Linked DNA regions of Mus musculus: all the other regions are linked to region 3. A link is a contact called in public HiChIP or PLAC-seq data. All regions are on one chromosome and are shown on one strand. Each heading gives the region's core, a stretch centred on a gene start, on an enhancer-like site or on the middle of the called end of the contact. The rest is flanking DNA. Distances are from core to core; before and after follow the strand shown.

Region 1 (3,019 bases), core at 342-2,841, 150 kb after region 3:
TCCTCTCACACAGTACCCAGTCCCCTCACAGGGTGCCCAGTCCCCTCACATGGAGACAGTCTCCTCTATGACTTGATTCTTTATTTCAGAAGACCCCAAGTTTGATGTCCCCCAGACTCATGATGCTCAGGCAACAAAGGAGAAGTGACCATTCTCAGCACAGGCCCAGGCATTGTAACATGCTCTCCCTCAGCAATTGAGACTTCGTGTCTCTCTTCTACTTAAAAAAAAAAAGGCCAAGATATCCCACAGTTCTGTATGGCTGGACACTAGCTAAATTCCAAAGGATGCTGATTTAAATTCAGCCTGTTTTTCTAGGCAGTAATTCTCGTTCATGTGGCTTTCGCCCAAACTAACCTCAATGGATAAAATGTTCATCTTACAAGCAAAAAGACCTGAGTTCAATTCCCAGAACTTACATAATTTAAGCCAGATGTAGCAGCACATGATTTGAATACCTCTGCTAGGGAGGCAGAAACAAGGTGGATGGACCCTCCAGGGCTCATTGGTCAGCCAGCCTAGTCTACTTGGAAAGCTCTAGGCAATGAGAGAGACTGTCAGAAAAACAAGGTGGATGGCTCCTGAAAAATGATAGCCAAGGTTTAATTTTGGCCTCCATAATTATTTATATGCATTAACAAACAAACAAACAGATGAATAAAAGTAGTCAACTAGAAGATGTATGTAGATAAGAAGAAGACACAAAAAGGTATTTTCAGCCAACCTTCAGGATATCTATGAATATACAAACATGCATGCACATGGACACATCCACACCAAACTTACTATCTTAAGTGTTTCTCACTCCTTTACATTTTCATGTATGGGTGCATGTATGTGCAGATGTGTGCACCCACCTTAGCTTTCAAGGCAGGGCTCACTGGGACCTGGGTTTGCTGTTCTGGCTATGCCTGTTAGCCCAACTCTGCCTCCCTGGCACTGAGATTACACGTGGATGCCACTCTGCCTGGCTTTTTGTGTGGGTGCTGGGGGTCAAACTCAGGTCCTCCTGCTTGTGTGACGAGAACTGTATGGACTGAGCCATCTCCCCAGCTTCGGTGCCACCATCTTGAGTGTGCAGCTCAGTGGCCCTCAGTGGATTCACAGTATTGTATACAACCATTATTATTAATCCAGAACTCTCCATTTGGCAAAGCTCCAATTCTTGAACATACATACATCTAAACAGCTGGTCAGAGAGAGGGGTGTCCAGACTGTTTCCCTCCTGTTCCCACCTGGTGTGTATATTGTGTCCTTCACCCCTTTTTTGGACATGCTTTATTGAGAAATGGGGTACCTTTGGTGGAAATGAGGGTCGGTGAAGCTTGCCTACTTGCTTAGCAGTGTGCCTCCAGTTTGGGTTACTCAGAGTGAGTTTTCTGTGTTACTTTCCTAAAGCCCGCACTGATTCCTGGTCCTGTGGATCCCCAGAAGTCAGCCTTGACCCCTGGGATTTCCTGGGCTTTCCCAGAAAGCATTGCTTTTTAAACAGCAAAACCTGTGTGAAATAGCAGGACTGGAATGCATGTGTTTCCTCCCAAACAAACAAACCATTCCCTCCTGGAGTGAGATGCGGAAGCTCACAAGGACTTGGGGAAACTTAGAAGTCTCCTCTGAGGAGTCAGATGACAGTCAGTCATTGTGAATGGGAGGAGACTCCTTGCTGAAGCTGTTTGTGAATCACGTGGGGGAATGAAGTGATGTCATCCTGAGGAGGAGTCATTACCTATGCTGGGATGGGCAGGAGCCACTCCTGTCCTGTGAGCAACCCCAGTGGGCTTGCTGCTCCAACAAGCTAGACTCAGGTGGAAGTGTATCTTTGGTCTGCTCACCAACGCCCCATCTAGCATGGTTAGGTGCACATTCACTTGTTCATATTTCCCCAGGAAAAGGCACATGCTACAGCTCTTATGCTACACATATAGCTTGTGTATGAGGCCACATGATTTGCTCATTTTAGCACTGTGGAAACTATGATTCATTTTATATACAGCACATATATAAAAGAGCAGTAATACCCCACCCCCATGGTAGAAAACTTATCATTAAATGCTTAGTGTATCTTATCAAAATTGGTAGCCCTAGAAACCAAGAAAGCTTGCATACAGTACTTAAGTTTGCTCATGATGTTTGAGTCTTTAATCTTACATGTAGATAAACATAAAACAAAGAAGGCAAAGGAAGTGGAAAGGCCCATAAACTGTTCTGGAGAAAGGAAAGGCCCAGGTAGAAGGAAGCAGATAACCTGGACACCAGATCTGGATGTAATAGAAACTGTTCCCCCCACATATCTCCATTACCCTTATCCATGTTCAAAATTACGTAGTGGTGAAAAGCAAACCAGGCTATTCATGACACCCTCTCTGGACCAACACGAACTGCTCTGATTCTGAAGCTCAAGAGACCTCAAAGACAAGAGTTGATGAAGAGTCTATTTGGGGAGTGGCTGGCTGCATCCTATAGACCAGGAGAGCCTACTTCCTCCTGTGCCCAATGGTCCTGCTTCAAGTTCTGCAACGTAAGTTCTGCTTCTATTTTCCAAATGAAATAATCATGTCCTATTTCTTTTTTTTTTTTTTAGAATTAATTTTTTTATTAGGTATTTTCCTCATTTACATTACCAATGCTATCCAAAAAGTCCCCAATATACTCCCCACTCCTCTACCCATCCACTCCCACTTTCTGGCCCTGGCGTTCCCCTGTACTGGGGCATATAAAGTTTGCAAGTCCAATGGGCCTCTCTTTCCAGTGATGGCCGACTAGGCCATCTTTTGATATCATGTCCAATTTCGTACCAGCATGTGACACCCTCTAGAAGCCTAGACCACCGAAAGGGGGGCCAAATTTAGTCAGACTTCATTGAAAGTTTTGGTGCTGAGGTTGTAGTTCAGTCGGTAGAATGTTTGCCTAGCATGCATCCTGATTTGATCTCCATCACTGTGTACCAGAATAACAACAACAACCGCCGCTGCCACCACCACCACCACAACACACAGGTACATACACATATACACACACA
Region 2 (3,014 bases), core at 33-2,532, 250 kb after region 3:
TATGTAGTGAGTTCAAGGGCAGCCTGGGATACAGAGTGAAGAAATGCTTAGTGAAAAAAAAAAAAAAAAAAAAAAGGACTAGACAGGTGGCTCAGCAGCTAAGAACACTTGCTGTTCTCCCAAAGGACCCAACTTTGATTCACAGCACCCACATGGTACCCTAATCTGTAATTCTGGTTTTAAGGGTTCTGAAACCCTCTTCTGGATCCCATTGGCACTGCATATAGGTGATACCCAGTCATGCAGGCAAAACACACACAGTCACATACACATATACACATATATACACACATTATATATACATACACATGACATACATATGTACACATACATATACATACATACACACACACATATATATATATATGCACATATATCCATATCCATATACACACATTATATAGGCATACATATACACTATGTATATATACATATATACATATGTATATATATATATATATATATACACATACACAATCCTAAACAGAACATGATTCTTTGCTATAAAGGTGAATTCAAGGAATTAAACAAATGATGATTTGATTGTATGAAAAGAAGATCCTCTACGCAGCAGCAAATGAATATATATATATATATATATATATATATATAGAGAGAGAGAGAGAGAGAGAGAGAGAGAGAAAGAGAGAGAGAGAGAAGAGGGAGGAGGCGAAAAAGCAACAGATAACATGAAGCCTTTAACAGAGCCATTCTGAATAGTGTTAAGTCAAACCAGGTCCAAAGATGTGACTGGCAGAGAAACCAGGTAACTCAAGGAGCATGGGCTGCTGATAACCAATTGGCTAACACAAGACCTAAGAATGAGTTTCAGCATACAGGGAACAGATGGCTCTACAGCTAGGTAAACAAGTTCTTAACCTGTGTGTCTCTGCCACTTAGGCGTTTTTGTTTTTTTTAATCAGATATCCTGCATATAAGATATATACATTACAATATCAAAATCACAGGCATGAGATAGCAACATGACAGTATTATGTCTGGGGGTCACCACAACATGAGGAACTATATTAAAGGGTCACAGCATTAGGAAGGCTTTGAACCACTAGTATAGAGGGAGATTAGCTAGGCAAAAAGAATGGGCTCTATCAAGGGTACTGGGGCTTGGTCTGGGTCTGTCTGGGGCTAAGTGATTGTGGAATTTGCCTGGCTCCTGTGAGCCCCTGGGCCTCCCCCTCTGCACCAAATCAAAAGGAGCCAGGAAGGGATTTGGTACAGCCCAGTTAAGGACGCCAGCATTTATCCAGCCCACTGGCCAGCCCTGCAAACATTCCAGGAGGAGTCTTTGCAGTGACTCATCCGGACCTGAGGCTCCACTATAAAGGGTGACCACCTCAGCTTCTAACAATAGTTGTTTTATTTTTAACTTCAAAGCTGGCCCTTGTAACCCAGAACAAACAAAAGAGAATTACAAGAGTAAATGCTGCATGCATTGCTAACCGTTTCCAGACATCCAGGAGAGGCCCTCGTCTGCTTTTTCCTCTTCCCTGTTATTTCAGTACATCTCACAATGTAGAAAGTGACAAATGAGCGCGGGTCACATGTCAGCACCGGCTCAGACCCAAGGTCATTAGACGCCATTCGACGAGGCATGATGCGACATACATTGCAGAGATAATGCTACCCCGTGGATCACCTGGGAACGCTTCCTCCTTGAAACAGGTCTGCAGCTTTTGCATACCAACAGAGCTTTAGAGCCTAGACAATGCCAGGAGCTAGCCTCCAGTGAGCTACAGAGGGCTGGCAGCAACCCAGGCTAAAATGGGGGCGAGCAGCGGGGAGACCTTTGAACATGCAAATAGAAATGATCCTAAACAGAACATGATTCTATGCTATAAAGGTGAATTCAAGGAATTAAACAAATGATGATTTGATTGCATGAAAAGAAGATCCTCTATGCAGCAGCAAATGATGGATAGCAAAATGGAGCTGTCGGGCAAATGGCCCTGATGACAGACACAATGACTTTGAATTATAGTCCCCATTACTCACAAGCTGAGCAAATATGGTCAAGTTATTTACACACCGAGCCTCTGTTGTTTGACTCTGCAGAACGTAACTAGTATTAGCACAGAATTACTGGGCCAATTGAATGGCACATACACTCGGTATATAATTATTGTGCCTCCAGACACATGAAGTCTAGATCCAAACTCTGGAGATACAGGTTTGGAAGAAATAGGTACTGCTTTGCTTACATAGACTGTTAAGCTTCTCTCGAATAAATGGAGATGACCGAGTATCTGTCCATGCAGCAGTGAGAAACTCAGCCAGTTGAAGGGATACCATGACCAATGCAAGTCTTTTAAAGGACAACATTTAATTGGGGCTGGCTTACAGGTTCAGAGGTTCAGCCTGTTATCATCAAGGCGGGAGCATGGCAGCATCCAGGCAGGCATGGTGCAGGAGGAGCTGAGAGTTCTACATCTTCTTCATCTGAAGGCAGCTAGTGGGAGACTGTCTACCAGGCAGCTAGGACTAGGGTACTAAAGCCCCACTCCCACAGTGACACTCCTACTCCAACAAGGCCACACCTCCTAAGAGTGCCACTCCCTGGCCCAAGCATATACAAACCATCACAGGGTGTAATACTGGAACTTGGCAGAGGGTGTTATGTTAGAGTAAGACAAAGATCCTGTGGCAGGATCATGCATCTATCAAGTGGGATATTTATAAAGACATTATCTCAGAACCTAGAAAAGCATGTGCTTTGGGTTATGTCCTGATGATGCTGATGTTAGTGATGCTGACTGAGGGGATGCTGATGGTAATAATGCTGATGTTGATAATGGAACTGATGATGATAATGATGTTGATGGTGATAGTAGTACTGATGGTGGTGCTGGTAAGGACAGTGGTGATGGTGGTGATGTGTTGATGGACTCATCACAGCCCAACCGGCAAATCACAGAGCTAGAAGAGGCGTGGACCACGTTAGCTGAAGCGGTGAGTGACATGATCAGTGCCGAGCCCATAAAGCACTGATTAGGACGCTA
Region 3 (2,853 bases), core at 77-2,576:
TACCAACAAGACTAAGAGGAGAGGGACCCTCTCAGTTGGAATTCCAAAAGCAGATTATGGCCTAAGTGTTAAAATAGATAAAATGTTACCTGGTCTAAAGAGCCAGTAATAGTGACTAAGTTTCTTAAACATTTGCTTACTTATGATTTATTTATTTGCGCAGGTGCTTGTGAGAGTTTATGCACACCACCTATGTGCCAGTGCCTACAGAGACCACAAGAGGGCATTGGGTCTCCTGACACTGGAGTTATTGGCAGCTGTGAATCACAGTGTGAGTGCTAGGACCGGAACTTAGATCCTCTAGAAGAGCAGTAAGCGGCTGTCTTGACCACCGGCCACGTCTCCTGCACAGATGCACTTTCTTAACAAAATAGAGCAGGCAACTGAGCAACTCAAACATTTCTCTGCCTCTTCTCTCTCCTCTACCCCTTTCTTCTCTTCCTGGAGGGTGGATGGTCACTTTTTTTTTTTTTTTTTTTTAACAGCATCTCTTGTTGCTCAGGCTGGCCTCAAATTGGCCATGCAATGAAGGCTGGCTTGAATTCATGATCCTCCTGCATCAGCCTCCCAAAAGTTAGGATCACAGCCCCCCCCCCCAATTTTTTGGTAGATGATGCATTTCTGTAAATTGTTTACACAGAAAGGTTGGTACCATTCCCCGTCATTTGAGTAAGTTTATCTCAGTCCAATAAGATCCCAATTGTTTTGTGAAGGAGCAAGTTTTGAATAGAGATGCCCAGTGAGTCTTTGGGCAGCTTTGATGCCAGACCCAAACTCACTTGGCTTCAGGGCTACACTCAATCTACAGCAGTGTCCCCTATTCTAACAGTGCCTCCCACAATACACCCATGTACCCCAACTCAGCAGCAGTATCCCAAAATAATTCTTCTCACTATAAGTCTCAAGGGAATTTCATGTACAGTCACTTATAAGGAAACAGTAAGACGACTTTGAGATAGTTACAAAAACTATTCTAGTTTTTTTTTTATTAAACCAAACATAATATGTAAGATAAACCCTGTTATAGTGGCTCATGTAATTCCAGCACTTTGAAAACTGGGGCAGGAAAATGACCACAACTTTAGGCTTCCTTGTGCTACAGTATAAAATGCGGTCTCATAAAAATGCTGCATAAATAAGTACATGAATATGAAAGTAAAGTTGAACCTAGGCTTTGAAAGTTTCCTTAATAAAAGTTAGGCACGTGCTTCACCCACGTGCCTTCTCTTCCAAGTTTGTCTCTGAATATTTTCTCTCCACATCTCCTCCTCTTCTCCCCAGCAGGGACCTGCTCACTATGAGCAGGGGATGAAATATTTGCCAGACAAATTGCAGCCACGTGTCCAAACCTAGCGATGCCAGGAACTCTTACGGGAACAATCCCTGCCTCCATCTCAGAGAGACACTGAATTCTGAGTCACCACCCTTGTGTGAGCAATGTCTACCTGGCACAGGGTAGACTGCCAAGAAGACCAGTGTGAAGCACGGTAGCAGCAGGAGATAGGAGCACTGCCCACACGGTGAAGCTGCAGAGGGAAACAACATCAAAGGCTCTGATCTGGGGAGCTGCTTTTCTGGGGTTGGAACTTGAATGAATACATTTCCTCCTCAGATTGTTTTTCCTATGATCTGACTTTAGAACAGACCCTCAAACTGGGTGTGGTCACGAGTGTCTGTAATCTCAGCCCATGGGAGGCTGAGGCAGGAAAGTTGAGACTTTGTAGACCAGCTGCTTGGGCTACAAAGAAAGACCCTGTCTAAAGGGGCAGAAAAAGTAAGCAAGCAAACAGGCAAACAAACAAAGAAACACACAAACAAACAAAAAAAAAACAAATCAAAATGAAAACTCTAAGCCCTTACCAAGCAGAACCAAACGCATACTGTAAGCTCCCAGTCTTTAACAATTCAAGCAATGTCCATGTAGAACCAACAGCAAGATCCACAGTGCAGCATAATCCTGTGCTCAGCTCCTCATCCCTGTATCACACAACTCCAAATGGCTCTCATCCAGTTTAGTGTGTGTGTGTGTGTGTGTGTGTGTGTGTGTGTGCGACTAGCATGTCACAGTGTGCATGCAGATGTCGAAGGACAACTTTAGGGGTTGGTTCTCACCTTGCACCTAACTTGAGATGGGGGCAGAGGGTGACTCATCACTATTTTGTAAACCAGGCCAGCTGGCCTGCAGGCTTCTATAGGTTTTGGAGGTACAGACTCACGCCCTCACGATTGTGTGATAAGTAGTTTACTCTTCAGACCCCACTTTCCACTTCCCACCTGGGGCAAGGTGAGGATGGTTTAATCCCTCTCATTTGTTTTGTTTCAACATCACCAGAACAAAGCGACAAATGCCCCAAGAAGCTGCCCCCCCCCTCCTGAGTTTGAACAGGCAGATAGAACCTAAGAATGCAAATGTGTATAGGATAGTGGAGGTTTTTGGACACTCAAGTGTCTGAACATGAGAGTTATGTCAATAAGAAAAGCCCTCTCCCCCCAATACTGACAGGGCAGCCAGTAAACACGGGAAACAGAAGTCAAAAGACGTAAGTTATTCATACTGACAAAATTAAAAATAGCATGTACCTGAAGATGTAGAAAAACTGAAAGTGGGTAAGGAATTATGTTGTAAGTAACTTTATTCGGTAGGAATCTCTCCTATTAGGAGGACGAAGCATCATCGATACCCGGTGTTTTAAAATCCATTGTAAGGACGGACCAAAGCCAAACCCCCAAAGTATCAAAAGCATTGTTAATTTTTGCTGTCTTAAAAAAAAAAAAAAAAAAAAAACAAAACCATTAGTGCCAACCTTTTATCTCTAGACTCTGAGAATCACTCTTAAGAAAGAGGATGGCTAA

Evidence for each region. HiChIP or PLAC-seq counts read pairs in DNA pulled down with a chosen protein or histone mark.
Region 1: a contact with region 3 is called in an HNF4G HiChIP or PLAC-seq map of pancreatic cancer cells. The contact joins two enhancer-like sites. A contact is called at or near these places in 1 of 484 Hi-C or Micro-C datasets (nephron progenitors) and 1 of 115 datasets of contacts at active chromatin or transcription factors (pancreatic cancer cells).
Region 2: a FOXA1 HiChIP or PLAC-seq map of pancreatic cancer cells shows a contact between it and region 3. The contact joins two enhancer-like sites. A contact is called at or near these places in 1 of 15 datasets of contacts at CTCF or cohesin (the NIH/3T3 cell line), 3 of 484 Hi-C or Micro-C datasets (the G1E-ER4 cell line, embryonic fibroblasts and nephron progenitors) and 2 of 115 datasets of contacts at active chromatin or transcription factors (cardiomyocytes and pancreatic cancer cells).

Annotation. Positions count from the first base shown.
Region 1 is chr13:45,717,355-45,720,373 of GRCm38.p6, forward strand. The region is part of intron 5 of Atxn1 (ataxin 1); the gene reads right to left. Among named protein-coding and RNA genes, the nearest start is that of Gm34582, 190 kb to the left of the region's middle. Within about 2 kb of position 1,592, at least 56 of the 459 cell types and tissues checked have an H3K27ac peak or open chromatin away from gene starts, as enhancers often do. A contact at or near this core is called in pancreatic cancer cells, where this site is marked.
Region 2 is chr13:45,819,414-45,822,427 of GRCm38.p6, forward strand. All of the region lies in intron 3 of Atxn1 (ataxin 1), which reads right to left. Among named protein-coding and RNA genes, the nearest start is that of Atxn1, 140 kb to the right of the region's middle. Within about 2 kb of position 1,283, at least 78 of the 459 cell types and tissues checked have an H3K27ac peak or open chromatin away from gene starts, as enhancers often do. A contact at or near this core is called in embryonic fibroblasts and pancreatic cancer cells, where this site is marked.
Region 3 is chr13:45,568,740-45,571,592 of GRCm38.p6, forward strand. The region is part of intron 6 of Atxn1 (ataxin 1); the gene reads right to left. Among named protein-coding and RNA genes, the nearest start is that of Gm34582, 45 kb to the left of the region's middle. Within about 2 kb of position 1,327, at least 38 of the 459 cell types and tissues checked have an H3K27ac peak or open chromatin away from gene starts, as enhancers often do. A contact at or near this core is called in embryonic fibroblasts and pancreatic cancer cells, where this site is marked.